Linked DNA regions of Sus scrofa: regions 2, 3 and 4 are each linked to region 1. Evidence: chromatin contacts called from public HiChIP or PLAC-seq data. All regions are on one chromosome and are shown on one strand. Each heading gives the region's core, a stretch centred on a gene start, on an enhancer-like site or on the middle of the called end of the contact. The rest is flanking DNA. Distances are from core to core; before and after follow the strand shown.

Evidence for each region. HiChIP or PLAC-seq counts read pairs in DNA pulled down with a chosen protein or histone mark.
Region 2: a contact with region 1 is called in an H3K27ac HiChIP or PLAC-seq map of alveolar macrophages. The contact joins two enhancer-like sites. A contact is called at or near these places in 1 of 47 Hi-C or Micro-C datasets (embryonic fibroblasts) and 1 of 2 datasets of contacts at active chromatin or transcription factors (alveolar macrophages).
Region 3: an H3K27ac HiChIP or PLAC-seq map of alveolar macrophages shows a contact between it and region 1. The contact joins two enhancer-like sites. A contact is called at or near these places in 1 of 47 Hi-C or Micro-C datasets (liver) and 1 of 2 datasets of contacts at active chromatin or transcription factors (alveolar macrophages).
Region 4: an H3K27ac HiChIP or PLAC-seq map of alveolar macrophages shows a contact between it and region 1. The contact joins two enhancer-like sites. A contact is called at or near these places in 2 of 2 datasets of contacts at active chromatin or transcription factors (alveolar macrophages and skeletal muscle).

The regions. Positions count from the first base shown.
Region 1 is chr9:130,913,953-130,917,429 of Sscrofa11.1, reverse strand. It overlaps LOC102164427 (a long non-coding RNA gene), which reads right to left. Exons shown (of 3, transcript XR_002336041.1): 3 at 1-1,725. Among named protein-coding and RNA genes, the nearest start is that of NENF, 43 kb to the left of the region's middle. Within about 2 kb of position 1,394, at least 40 of the 83 cell types and tissues checked have an H3K27ac peak or open chromatin away from gene starts, as enhancers often do. A contact at or near this core is called in alveolar macrophages, where this site is marked.
Region 2 is chr9:130,526,459-130,530,014 of Sscrofa11.1, reverse strand. No RefSeq gene overlaps it. Among named protein-coding and RNA genes, the nearest start is that of VASH2, 17 kb to the right of the region's middle. Within about 2 kb of position 2,119, at least 13 of the 83 cell types and tissues checked have an H3K27ac peak or open chromatin away from gene starts, as enhancers often do. A contact at or near this core is called in alveolar macrophages, where this site is marked.
Region 3 is chr9:130,650,915-130,654,559 of Sscrofa11.1, reverse strand. The region is part of intron 6 of NSL1 (kinetochore-associated protein NSL1 homolog); the gene reads right to left. Among named protein-coding and RNA genes, the nearest start is that of TATDN3, 30 kb to the right of the region's middle. Within about 2 kb of position 2,324, at least 11 of the 83 cell types and tissues checked have an H3K27ac peak or open chromatin away from gene starts, as enhancers often do. A contact at or near this core is called in alveolar macrophages, where this site is marked.
Region 4 is chr9:131,242,315-131,245,853 of Sscrofa11.1, reverse strand. It overlaps DTL (denticleless protein homolog), which reads left to right. Exons shown (of 16, transcript XM_013979970.2): 12 at 3,157-3,246. Among named protein-coding and RNA genes, the nearest start is that of DTL, 31 kb to the left of the region's middle. Within about 2 kb of position 2,268, at least 4 of the 83 cell types and tissues checked have an H3K27ac peak or open chromatin away from gene starts, as enhancers often do. A contact at or near this core is called in alveolar macrophages, where this site is marked.

The DNA.
Region 1 (3,477 bases), core at 145-2,644:
GTGAAATAACACTCACTCTTACTCCCCACCAGGGACTGTCATATATGACTCTCTTCTGTCAAATTATCAGGAATGCTTGTCCCACCTCCTCAATTCATGCCATGACTCACTTGTGGCTCTCAATTCCATCTGCAAAGCACGCGTGGGGCCAGCCCCAGGGAGGCCGCTGGTCAGCTGGCCTGGCTACGGCGTCTGGCAGAGGTCAGCGTGGAACGTGCTGGGGGTCTGTTGGATGACTCTGCAGAATGGGTGTCTACGGGGCTCCCCTAGGGGAAGGCTGGACTCCTTTCTGGGGGTCGTTCCTTTCTGCGGGCATCCCATCCCGGGGGCCGGGTTTCCACCTTGTAAGCTAGAAAGCTGTGTTGGTTAGATGCTCTGAGCTGCTGCGCTTCGGGGTGACTCACACAACAACCGGGCACAACCGCTGCAGTCCGGATTCAGCCACCCCCCAGGACGGTCCGGCGGGCACCAGAGCCGTGTTCACCCACCGGCACCCTCTCACGGGTGGGAATTCTCTCCGGAAAACCAGGCTGTCATCAGAAGGCGCCCGGCCAGCATGGCCTTAGAGCAAGGGCGTCCTTAGCAGCGGGGGCGGATCTGGGCGTCCAGAGCAGGACCTCTCCGGGACGCCCGCTTCAGGGGCCCTGCTCTGATCCCAAACCCTTGCTGACCCACCCCCTCTGGCTGACGCATTGACCTTCTCATTCTGTTCCCTACTGGGTCAGAACGATTGAAGCTTCTTATTTTGGTCCTGGTGGTGGTGGGTGGGGGTGGTTTGCGGGGTGGCTGCCCAAGGGTGGGTGGCACATGTGTTCAGGGAGCAGGGGAGTTCCCCCTGCCTCACCTTCCAGGTGGTCCTGAGATGGGCCCAGTATCTGGCCAATCAGCAATGGCCACAAGTGCAGGCTTAGGAGCGCTTTGTGGAAACTGGGCTGCCGTGGGGCGCATTATAGGCACGATCTCATTTCTCTCCCGACGAGCTGATGAGAAAGGGCCGGTTTCCCCACCATGTACCTAAAGAGACCGAGGCTCAGAGAGCCCAGGTGATTGGGCTGAGGTCGTACTGTAAGCCAATGGCTAGGGGACCCTAGAAGCCATCCGTGAGTGCACACAGGCTCTGAAAGGACAAGGAATGTGTCCCCAGCCCCTTGAGCTCCCGCTCCCTGAAGGCAGGTCCTGGCTCCGGCAGGAAATTCCCTCTCTGCCCCGCTAGCCCCCCCACAGTGCCCAGGGCAGGACTCAGCACCCCTGGACCCAGGCACCCACACTTGCTGACAGGCGCAGATTGGGGATCGGCCTCTTGCCAAAGAGGGAGGGCCAGTGGGAGCCTCAGACCACAGGGAGGTGACTCCATGGACGCACCAGACCGTGGTGGTGACTCAGCTGCCTGGCTGGTGGACGGTGCTCGGACGTCAGCCCTTGCACTGCGGCCCTTCCCTTTTTCCCCTGGAACAATAACAAATCCTGGCTCTGTGATTCGGTTGCCATGGGAACTAGAAAACATTTGATAACGTGGAAACACTGGGACAGGTGGGCTGAGCAGGTCTGGGTGAAAACAACCTTTCCTGCCCCTTCACCCCAAATCCCGGGCGTCTCACCTGTTTGGAGCAGATTAGGTAAGTAGCCAAGAGGGCGTTACCCTGCCACCTGTGTTGAGTGATCTTGTCCGACCAGGAAGTCTGGGGCAGCCACAAGTCTGCGTGCTCGTGGGATGGGCCCAAATTCCTGCTGGGAGAAGTGAGAACTGAGGCACCCTGTCTGCCTGGGAGACCGAGCGTCATGTGGGGTGTCTGCCCCTGGCAGGCGTGGGCCTCGTCCAGGACACTGAAGGCAACAGGAAGAGGGGAGGCACAGGTCCTGATGCTCAGAGAGCTCCTGTCTGCTTGGGGCAGGCCACACACCTGGACAGTCCTGCCCGGTCCCAGGCCACACTGGGAATCACCAGGCAACAGTGAGAGAGGTGCTTGGGAGAGTGGCTTCTGGGCGGGCATGGGGCTCTGGGAAGGGAACTGGAGCCCTCCAGCCCCAACAGGACCGCCGAGGGTGGCGCCAGGCTCTCTTGTTGGGTGACAGCTGGGCGCAGGGGACTGCAGGCGCTCGGAGGCTCAGCCCTCCCTGCCTTCCTCGCCAACCACGTCGCGGTCCCCGTCCTCCTCCTCCCTCCTCCACGCTCATCAACACCTCTGCAGGCGGCATGTGGCTCCCACAGCGGTGTCCCCCCCAAGACTAAACAGGCTCCACGCCCTGCCCACAGGACTCCTTTTCCTCAAACACTGACGCTTCCTAGGTTTAATGGCCTCTCCATGTGCACACGTATGACCCTCCTTCCACGCGGGTCTCTCGTGGGGACCTCCCTGTCCTCCCCCACGGCCGCCCCGGGCCTTCCTTGCACGTGACCGCTGAAGCCACCTCCTAGATGTTCTCTTCGTCCCACCCAGGCTTGGAGGCGGTGCCCCTAAAGCCCTTGACCTCTGCCCCACGTGCCAGCATTTTCAGCTTCTTATTGGGCATCGCCCCAAGCAACTCAGACCCAGACTGCCCGAGACAGGACCGCCCTGCCCCACAGACTCTTTGGCTTCTATTTCCTCTCTCCGTGGGGAGAGCCCCAGCCTCCTCCCGTGTCCCTGCCCGCTGGCTCTGTCCCCCCCCCCCCTCCACCGGGGTCAGAATTCCTTTCTAACACATGGCTCTTCGCAGCGCTCCTGCTCAGAGACCCTTGATCTCCTCGTTGACCACGTCCAGGTCTCCTGGGAGGCAGATGAAGGCCTCCTGGCCCAGCCCCACCTCCCACTCGCTCTCTTTCTGTCTCCTCCCTCCCCTTTCTGTCTGTCTGTCTCTGCCTCTCTCTGTCTGTCCCTCTCTCACCTGCAGGTCCCTGTGCCTCTTGCTCTTTTCTAGCATCGCCCCCTTTGTCATGCTGACGCCTCGGCCTGAAACCCCCTCTTCCTCCACCTGGGAACCCCCACCCTCCCCAAGGCCCCGAGCCCAGCCCAGATATCTCCCCAGCCCCATTGCACCCCAGATCCAGGGCAGAGGTCACCACTCCCTCTGCGCACCCACAGAATTCAAGCATTTTCCACCCGGACCAGGAGTTCCTGTTTCCAGCCACCTCCACAGGCCTGCAGACCTGTGGTGCCAGGCCTGTCTATCCCTTTGTGTCCTGACGTCCAGCTCGAGCCGGGGCCCCACGAATGCTGCACAGATCCCGAGTCCCCAGCTCCTCTCTCCGCCAACAGGGCAGAGCGCCCGCCTCACTCCACCCTCTTTCCCTGTGGTGTTCTGCACTTAGTACCTACCCTCAAAATGTTTGTTGAAGTGCTGAACCCTGCCATTCCTGTGCACAGCCCTGCAGTGGCTCTGGGGGCCTGTGACAGGCTGGCCACCTCGGGCATACAGGGCAGCGGTGACCTGATCATTGGAGGCCCTTCTGCCACAGCAGGGGCAGGACCCAGAAGGAGGATGGCACCCTCAGCCCTC
Region 2 (3,556 bases), core at 870-3,369, 390 kb after region 1:
TTTTTTGTCTTTTGCCATTTATTGGGCCGCTCCCGCAGCATATGGAGGTTCCCAGGCTAGGGGTCGAATCGGAGCTGTAGCCACTGGCCTACACCACAGCCACAGCAACACGGGATCCGAGGCGCGTCTGCAACCTACACCACAGCTCAAGGCAACACCGGATCCTTAACCCACTGAGCAAGGCCAGGGATCGAACCCGCAACCTCATGGTTCCTAGTCAGATTCGTTAACCACTGAGCCACGACGGGAACTCCACGTTAGGCTCTTTGACGACAGCTTTGTGTTGAATAAAGTATGGGAGTACCCTGGTGGTCTAGTGGTTAGGACTTGGTGCTTTTACCACTGTAGCCCGGGTTCAATCCCTGGTCTGGGAACTGAGATCTTACATCAAGCTGCTGCACGCTGCAGCCAAAATATATATATATATATATATAAAATTTATGCCTTTCTTGTGTTTATTTTAGTAACCGTTATGTTGTTTCAATCCTGCAGCAGAAAATGTATCTTCAAAAGCTACCTTAGAGTTCCCTGGTGGCTCAGTGGGTTAAGGATCTGGCATTGTCACTGCTGTAGCATGGGCTCACTCCCTGGCGCAGGTACTTCCACATGCTGTGGGCATGATTAAAAAAAGCTACCTTGGTTTAGAGTGACTGGTAGTGGGAGGGTTAGGGTCCATCACGGCCCATCCGATGGACACAGGAGAACAGTGGGGCATCTGGGCATCACATCACCAGGCCAGGCTCAGCTCAGGTGGGCACCTACACCTGGGGGTCGTGGTGGCTGGGCTGCTGCGTGCTGCACCAGGGGTCCCATCTGTCCCTCCCCAGGAGAACTGAGCTTCTGCTTTTCCCGTTCCTCCGTGCTTCCCACCTCAGCTTCTGCTCTGAACCCCTGGCCTGGAGCCCTGAGGATAAAGACAGCCACCCTCTGGATGTTAGCTCTGCCCCAGGATGGGCACGCTCTCCCTCCCTGACCTGGGGACCTAAGCCAGTGTCCCTGATTCCTGAGTTGGCTGGAGCATGCTCCTCCGTCAGAGCTGTAGTTGAGCCACCAAAGAGGGCCCTGGGAGCCAAAGCTAAACAAGGAGGCTCTCTGGGGGTGAGAACTCCCTGGCGTGATAGCCACCAAAAGGGGCTCTGTGGTGGGGAAGCGGGCAGCAGAGAGAGGTGGGCAGAGCCTATAAAGGCTTTGGTGTTAGTTCTTCCTCTCTTACTAGCTTGGGCCTTACTAGCTGTGTGACTTCAGGCAGGTTACTAACCTCTCTGAGCTGAGTCTTGTTGGGAATTCGGTGTGAGTGGGTTACATGAGACAGAGATTGCAGGTTCTCCAGGCAGTGCGGATGCCCTACAAATGCTGTTCCCATGTCCTTCCCCCTCCCTCAGAGTCTGGGTCTCCAGCGCAGTCAGGACAAGCCAATGTCAGGACCAAACGCACAGCCTACTCCGCAAGCCCTGGGAATGCCACAACTGCCAGCTCCTTCCATAAAAATGCAAAATCAGAGCCAGGCCCTGGGCCTCCTGCCCCGCTGCGGCTGAGGTCAGAGGGCAAGGGAAACAGCAAGGGGCCTTTGTCTCAGCCTCCTGGCTGAGCTCACCTGGGTGCTGCAGTGCTGGTCACACAGGCTGGAGGGGGCTGTGCCCTGAGAGGCATCCCTCCCCCAAGCTCCTTACAGAAGTCCAGGGAGGGCCCAGCCAGTTGAGCCCCCAGGTCTTGGCATCGCTGTCTTCAGAATCGGACAGCAGTTGCGTGCTCTCCCAGGGAAGAGGGGCTCTGCTTCTCCCGGGACCCCCTGAACATGAAGGCAGCTTTCGGAGCCTGACCCCTGATAGGGCACGGGTTGGCACATAGAGGCCTCCTGCCAGGGGCCTGCTGTGCCCAGTCCCCATGAACTCTACACACAGGTGGGCTTGCCCTTCTAAACAGACTTTGGGTTTGGCTCTCAGCTAAAACTCTTAGTCTTAAAACTGCCAGGGAGGCGGACTTGGGCGAACGCCCCGCGGGGTGCAGATTCCCCAGCGCTTTCCAGCACCTGCTTCCTAATCTGTGAATCAATGAGCCGGGCTGCCTCCCCGTTTTGTCCCGAGCGGGAGGCTGGGCTGTTGTTCGCACTGTGGCCACCGGGTGGCAGTGTGAAGCACTGTCCCGGCTGCACCCTCCGTCTGGGGCTCCGCCGCTGCTGCAGGGATGCTCAGATGTGGGCCAGAATCCCCCAAGAGCCTGTTCAAACGCTTTTGTCCTGCCTGTTACCAGCTTTGTGACTTTAGCAGGTTACTCATCTTTTTGAGCCCATTTTCTGATGCAGCAGGTCAGAGTTGAGGCCGAGACTTTGTATGTCTATCGAGTTCCCAGGTGATATGGCAGTTGTGGGTCAGGGGACAGCGTCAGGGGCTAAGAACCCCTCGCACGCTCCTAGGAGGCCAGCGGCCTGGGATCCAACTCTCTGATCTCATAGAAAATGGAGGTGACCACGGCTCTCCTTCTTGGAAGGCCTTGTGCTGGCATTGCTCACGTTCTCCCCCACACACCCCCAAACCCCCACTGGCCCCCAGTATTTTTTGTCACTGCCCCTAGAGCATATTTCCATTGAAACCCTCCGTGACCAGTTAACCTTTCTGCAACCGCAGGAGCTCAACAGAGGGTAGGTGCCACTGGAGAGAGAGCAGACATTGGAGGAAAGTAACAGGAGAAGGTCGGCGGAAGGAGACCGTGGGAGGGAGCTCCGCACATGCGCAGTGGCTCCGGTGCCGCCCCAGACAGGATAACCACCACCCACGGTCGGGCCTGAGATGCCAGGTATCCGCGGAGGCCCCCTCGTGCCCTTCTTCGCAGACCCTTCCCCGGCTGCCTGCGGCGTGTGACTGCGCTCTGGCCAGTGGAATGCAGGTGGAAATGATGCCCTCCTACCCTGGCCCCCAAAGGCTCCCTAGGAAGCCTCTCTCTGTCTCTGTCTCTCCCCCGGGCTGCCTTCCAGTGCCACACCTGGAGGACGACCGAACCTCTGCTACCCTAAATGACTGCTTGGAGCAGAAGCCCCCCACCCCCCACCCCGATCCAGGCCTACTAGACTTTATGAGAGAAGGATGAGCTCCCCCTGAATCAAGCCACTGAGATTTCAGGCTCTCCCCGTGATAGGGTGTAGCATTTCCAGAAACCAGCATGTCAGCCCCAGGAAGTGAGAAAGACAGCAGATGCCACCACAACACACAACCTGGCCGTCTCGCCGATAGTTTGATCCCAACAAGCTCGTTTCACATCTCCTGCGCTGGGACTGTAAGTCGCCACCTACCGATGTCCTCGTGGGCCGGACGCCGCTTTCCCTTCACGGGTGCGTTTACTCCTCGAGGCAGTGTGAACCGTAGCACCGCGATGATCCCCAAGTGGCCGATGCAGATCGGACGTGGGCAGGTGGCTGCTGTTAAGGATGGCGGCCAAGGTCGCACGGTGATAACCTCTAGTAAGAGGCACGGTCTGCATCCAGGCTGCCTGTCTGTCTGTAGCCCCCACACCCTCAGCTACACGAAGTGCTCCCCAGACTCAAGGCCCAGCTTAAGGGGGG
Region 3 (3,645 bases), core at 1,075-3,574, 260 kb after region 1:
ACACTCAACATTTCATAATACCCTATAAGGGAAAAGGATCTGAAAGAGAATACACACACACACATAAATGTATGTATATGTGTATATATACCTGAATCACTTTGTTGTAAACCTAAAACTAACGCAACATTGTAAGTCCACTATACTTCAATTTTTTTAAAAAAAAGTGAAGCTGAGGAATGTAGATTATTCTTTTGAGAAACTTGGCCATGAACACAGAGTTCAGGGAAAAGAAACACAATGGCACAAAAGCTTTCCCTACCTGACCCTCTGACAACCCATTTCTGCAGTATTATGGGCTGTCATACACTGTCAAGCAATCCTGTGTAATACCTTTAGCAATCCTCTGAGGCAAGCAAGTTTCATCAGCATCCTTTTATAGAGAAGGAAACAGGAGCTGTGAGAGCTGAGAAATGTATCTAAATTGAATGAATAATTACATAACTGAATAAACAATTAATAGAATTAGAACCCACATTACATGCTCTTCTACATGCTATATGTAACTCCCTACAATATCATTTGGTCAGGAATTATACTACACTCTTTGGGATATAAGTTAATAAATGATAAAAATCAGCTCCAATATAATGAAAACTCAAAATAAAATTATGTTGAATAAATAATTAAAAACAGAACATGTCTAGAGTTAAAATCATTTCAACTATTAACATTACAGTACCAGAATTCCCTTGTGGCACAGAGGGTTAAGGATCTGGCATTGTTACTGTAGCAGCTCATGTTGCTGCTGTGTCAGGGGTTCAATCCCTATTCCAGGAACATCCATTGGCCATGGATGTTCTTTTGTTTCCAAAGAAACAAAAACATTACATTACCTTTTTCGTTTTTCAGTTAAGTGAATTAAATTCTGTTCTTTGAAAACTAAAGAGAATCAATAATTTTAGGAATAAAACCAAACATAAAAAGACTTTCAAAAAACCACAAAGGGGGAAAAATATCAAACACACATTTAAAAATAATCATTAAATATGTAAATATGTTGTTTATAAATGCATCAAAAAAGTATTCACCAACATTAACATCTGCTTAGGAAATTTCAAACTATATAAACTTTTTAATCCCTCACTTAAGATGACTTTAAATGAATTTTCGCATTTTGTAACTAATAAGAGCATATAGATACTCCTGACAAACATTTGACTTAAGACTGTCTCACGTGCAGATGGCTGGTCCCTGCCATACAGGACATGGGGACAGCTTCCTCCAGAAGCATTCCCCATGGCTCCCTCCAAAGCCTGGATGGGAACATCTTTATGGCCCCACCTACCTCTTATCATAAACAAAAGTGTTTAAAAATCCAAATTCACTCCCCCGCAAATCCTATTTAAACATCATGTAGTGGAACTACTGTGCTTCTGAGATGTGATTTTCACAATATTTTTCATCAAAAATTGTAGTATTTCAGCTACATTAAAGAGTAACCTAGGGAGTTCCCGTCGTGGCACAGTGGTTAACGAATCCGACTAGGAACCATGAGGTTGCGGGTTCGGTCCCTGCCCTTGCTCAGTGGGTTAAGGATCCGGCGTTGCCGTGAGCTGTGGTGTAGGTTGCAGACGCGGCTCGGATCCCGAGTTGCTGTGGCTCTGGTGTAGACCGGTGGCTACAGCTCCAATTGGACCCCTAGCCTGGGAACCTCCATATGCCGCAGGAGCGGCCCAAGAAATAGCAACAACAACAACAAAAGACAAAAGACCAAAAAATTAAAAAAAAAAAAAAAAAAAAGAGTAACCTAGAAACGTGTCTGTTTATAATACCACTTGTAATTTTTTTTTCCAGGGGGAAATACATTCCAAATTCCAAAACTCAGATCAAATGTGAATTTTTGAAACAAAACCACTTGTAAGTGTGTAACTACCTGTAAATATTCTGGCAGTGGCTTAAGCAAGTAGTCACTATTAGAAGGAAGAGGAACTGTCTCTAAGTCCTCTGCTTGTAGGGTCAGCAAAAGAATTGGAACTATAAAGTCTACTGTAGAGAAACTTAAAATAGCTCCTTGTCATCACTACATGTTCAGTGAAGGACAGGAAATAATAAAAAGGGAGTCTCTTAGGTTAACTACAAAGAACTTTTTTAAAAAGAGGATGATATAGAAGCAATGGTTAGTTTTACTAACAGGACCACAAAAGGTTATAACTGACAAATGAAAACACATCCGCATGGTAGTTAATTAGAAGATTGCTGCAAAGATATTTTTCAAAAGTTTGCTCTTAAAAATGTGGAAGTGAGGCGCTTTTGACTACACTGCCTTCCCTTGTCACTTGCTTTCTAAAACATAGGGAAATGAAAAAGTGGAAATGAAAGATTGAGTAATCAACCTTGTTTTGTTTTCAGGTCACTGAACCGACTAAACTAGGAAACATGAAATTCCAAAAGCCTGCACAAATTCAGAAATTCAGCAAAAATGAATTAACTGAGTGCTTCCTTGATATTTCCATTGTATTTTATGAGCATGATGAGCAAACATGCATAACCTAGGATGTCTGGCTTGTACTAGTTTTAAAGGGGTAACTAAAAGCATGAATAAGAACCACGAATTGAAAAGTAGCATCCCTCATGAAAATGAAACCAAAAATGCAGCAGTGATTTATGACTTTCTGGAAGAGATTCCTTTGCTACAACTTAATCAGATCTGTTTAACACACCTGCTGCGTGGCAGGTGTATAGTCCTCTGTATTCACTCCTACCTGCACTTCACCAGCTTCTTCTGTATTGGAGAGCTGCATCTCTCTTAAGGTATCATGTTATTTCCAAACTCCTAACTTGTGTAATCTTGCCTCAGCCAAGTCTCTAACCTTATCCTGTAACATTCTTTCCCTCTATTCCTTCCACTATAGCCACTGTAGCCCCAGTGGTCTTCTGTTCTATAAACACTCAAGCTCATTCTTAACTTAGGAACCTTATTCTATCGCTCTTCTCTCCAACTGAAAAGCTCTTCCTCTTGTCACAAGATAATTCCTTCGTGTTACTTCCTCAGAAAAGTGTTTTCCAGCACTGAACCCATCACCCTAGCACTGACGTTATTCCTTTTTCCATTTGCTGATGCTTTTCTTCTGCCACCAGAATGTAAGCTCTGCAGCGCAAGGACGCTGCCTGGGTTGCTCACCATTACATCCTCTGCACTAAGAAGAGTTCTGGCATATAGTAGACATTCAATAAATATCTTGATTACATGCATGAATAATAGTCATGCAGTAAGTATGGAGCACGGCGTTATATACTGGCTACATATAATGCAAACACAAAGAGCTCACGAAGCTTTCAGTTTTGTGAGAAAACATAAAGAAATACACGAATACATATAACAAATGCTAGAGTTCCTGTCGTGGCTCAGTGGTTAATGAATCCGACTAGGAACCATGAGGTGGTGGGTTTGATCCCTGGCCTTGCTCAGTGGGGTAAGGATCCAGCGTTGCCGTGAGCTGTGGTGTAGGTCTCAGACATGGCTCAGATCCCGTGTTGCTGTGGCTCTGGTGTAAGGCAGGCGGCTACAGCTCCAATTCGACCCCTAGCCTGGGAACCTCCATATGCTGTGGGTGTGGCCCAAGAAATGGCAAAAAGACCAAAAAAAAAAAAAATACATATAACAAATGCTATTAAAGAAACAAACAAGTGTCATGATAGAGA
Region 4 (3,539 bases), core at 1,019-3,518, 330 kb before region 1:
GGCGAAATGCTGAGCCTGACGCTTTAGGAAGTGTAAATGATCTCATGGCAGAAATGAAGATTAGGCTCCGTTTCTGACCGGGCGGAGTAAGGAGGTTTGTTGAGGAAAGGTGCTCGTTCAAGTATACAAAATGTTTTTTGAGGTCTGTAGGTTAGAGTCCGTTACTTCTAAGGGTACCTTCATAGTTCCACAAGTTTTAACTTTAGAATTCTTACTGCCTTGAGTTCATCTTATTCTGTAACAACTAGAATTTGTAAGAGAGGATGATTTTCTGTGTTTTGACCATTCCCAGATTGTGCAGATGTGAATGTCTCTTGGACTTCATAGTCGCTTCTTCCTATTTAAAAGTAGAGGGAGGCTTTAAAAAGATGTTATATAGTTATGATAATGTTTTTGTAATAATGAAGTGAAAATAAAACTTACTTGAATAAAAACAAAGGATTTAAAAGTCACCCGAGTTTCATTAGAAGAAACTAATCTTCTTTAAAGTAGTCACTAAGTATATTTTACATACTAGGGTAATCCTCAACTGTGAAACTACTTGTTACTAACGTTATAAAACTTGTTGGACATTTGTTCTCATTTCATCCCACAACATGCCCTTCCCTCCACTGTTTTTTTTTAATTGAGGTAGAATTTGTACAATGTAAAATTGACAATTGTAGTCATTTTAAAGTGTACAATTCAGTGATTTTTTTTTTTTTAGTATTATCACAGTATTGTGCAGCTATCCCCACTACCTCATTTCCAAACATTTCCATCACTCCAGAAAGCAAGCCCATACCCTTCAAGACTCACTCTCCATTCCCCTCTTCCTCCAGCTTCTGGCAACCACGAACTTAGGTTCTTTCTCTACGGATTTGCCTATTCTGCACATTTCCTATAAGTGGAGTCATACCATACACGATCTTTTATGTCTGGCTTTGCTTTCACTTAGCGTTTTCAAGGTTTATCCATGTTGTTGCATGGATCAGTCCTTGATTACTTTTTACAGCTGACTATTCCATTGTATGTGTAGGCCTGGTTTTATTTATTCATCAGTTGATGGATATTTAAATTATCCCACTTTTTGGCTCTATGAATAAAGCTGCTGTGAACATTCATGTACGAGTTTTTGTTTGAACATACATTTTCTTTTTTTTTTTTTTTTTTTTTTGTCTTTTTGTCTTTTGTCTTTTTGTTGTTGTTGTTGTTGCTATTTCTTGGGCCGCTCCCGCAGCATATGGAGGTTCCCAGGCCAGGGTTGAATCGGAGCTGTAGCCCCCAGCCTACGCCAGAGCCACAGCAACGCGGGATCCGAGCCGCGTCTGCAACCTACACCACAGCTCACGGCAACGCCGGATCGTTAACCCACTGAGCAAGGGCAGGGACCGAACCCGCAACCTCATGGTTCCTAGTCGGATTCGTTAACTACTGCGCCACGACGGGAATTCCTGAACATACATTTTCAATTCTCCTGGGAGTATATACCTAAGAGTAGAATTGTGGGCTCACATGGTAATTATTTCCATGCTTAATTTTTTGAGGAACCCTCCCTTCACTTTTAATACGATGTAAAGTGCCTGGCTTATGATAATCATTCAGTAGACGCTGGCTTTTTTTATTACTGTTATTATGCCTGGCCTATCAAATGGTACAGAGTTGTTCCAACAGGTCTATCCTTTGTTTTTTTCTCTTAAATCCTGTAGGTAAATGCAGAAATACATTCTATCGGTGGTTCTATTCTTGGCATTTATTTTCATCTCTGGTATAGATATTCAGCTTCTTCTAGGTATTGTAATGCCTAGGAAACTGAGGAAGGGCAGTGATATCATGAAATGGAAAGCTACAGGCAACAAGCAAATAATCCAATGGAGTAAAATAATATATTCTTACCCAGGAGGGTCAGGGGGACCTGAGGGTTTCCTCTTCCTTTTAACTTGTTGCTACCAGTCCTCCTTGGGCCTTGGATAAAGAAACCACGGGCTGGACCATTGAGAATGTCTGTGACTGCTGAAATAGACACTATCTTGAGAATCTTTTCTAAAATACGCTGCCTTGTGAGAGAATGAGCCCTTGTTCTCCGTGGCATTGTAGGAGCAGGCAGCAAGTGAGAGCATCTTAGATCTCGGGGAAAAGTCTCCTTTTCTGTGAAACTTTAATTAACCCAGCAAGGCAAATGAGATTCTGCTCTTCGTCTTCTTTGGCTTATTGAGTCATTACATATGTGCCACTTAACCCCAGAGAGGAGTAGTAACCTTATGAATCAGTGTGTCGATCCCACAGCTACAGTGTGAGGCATCCATGAAGCTTACTTAGTCATTCTCACAAATATTCCTTCCAGAGTGCCCCCACTTTCTTCACACAAATGAGCAATGATTCAGAGCTTCAGAAAAATGAAAAGAATAATTTCTCTTTTCAAACACTTGTGCTAATAATAGTTATGTGAGTTTGTACTCCATGTTGTGCTGATTAATGCCTGTGGCCTCTTGACAAGGATTGACAACTCTGAATGAATCTGCTGTCAAATGCATATCACTGACGTTTCAATGAGGGGGAAAATATGATTCGTAGTCACGTGTAGTACTGCACAAATGCGACCCTTCTTTACACATTAAAAAGGTATTAAATGTGGCAGTACTTGAAAATTCAAGATTTTTTTAAGCAAATGAACTAAGATTTTAGAGGAAATTTTTTTCTCCAAAAGGATACCAGAGTGTCTTGTAAAATATAGCTTATATGAAACTTTGGGCTTTCCTCAAAGTCAGTGAGTCTTCTCTTGGAAGAAGACTGTCCTCCTGTCCCAGGAGATCCGTCTTCAGGATTAACCAGTCTAGGTTCCACTTGAAGTGCACTCCCTTGTAGCTGACCTCGCCCTTTCAATCTTCAATTTTAGTCAAAATATGTGTAGCTAAGTAGTCCTGACTTGAAATAAGTCCTGTCCTTGTATCGAAGCTCATATTGTTTACTTACTTTGGCTATTTTCATTCTATTTTCAGATTAATGACAAATGTGTCTATTGGGTCTCTTTCTGAGCTGTAACTAGACATGTCGGGGGGCCTTTGGTAACAGTCCTCACCAAAGCTAAGGCAGAGACGTGGAAAGATTCACACCTCTGTCTGGGAGACCTAACACTGGTCTGCTGACTCGTTTGTTTCTTTTTTGATGGCGTGATAGGTCTCCACACCCTGGCATCCTCCTACTGTGCTCCTGGGTCATTCGCAAGAGGTCACATCTGTGTGCTGGTGTCCATCAGACTTCACAAAGGTTTGTAAATGAATCTCTGTAGTTGGTTTAAAAAGTAGATCACAGATTTGGAGGTTGAGAGTTAATACAGACTTTTATCTTTAAGTACACATTTAAAAGATCTTGAGGCTGTCTAGGATCTGCATCATCATTAATCACACATATTCTATTTTTTTCTGCCGATACAGATAATGTATTACACACTAAGGAGTAAGGATGCATTTCTTTTCTCCCTAGTCATTTTGTCCCTAAACATAGAATTAAGTTTCTAATGTTATTAAAAATTTATCTTAAAATTGAAGGTAAAAAGAAAA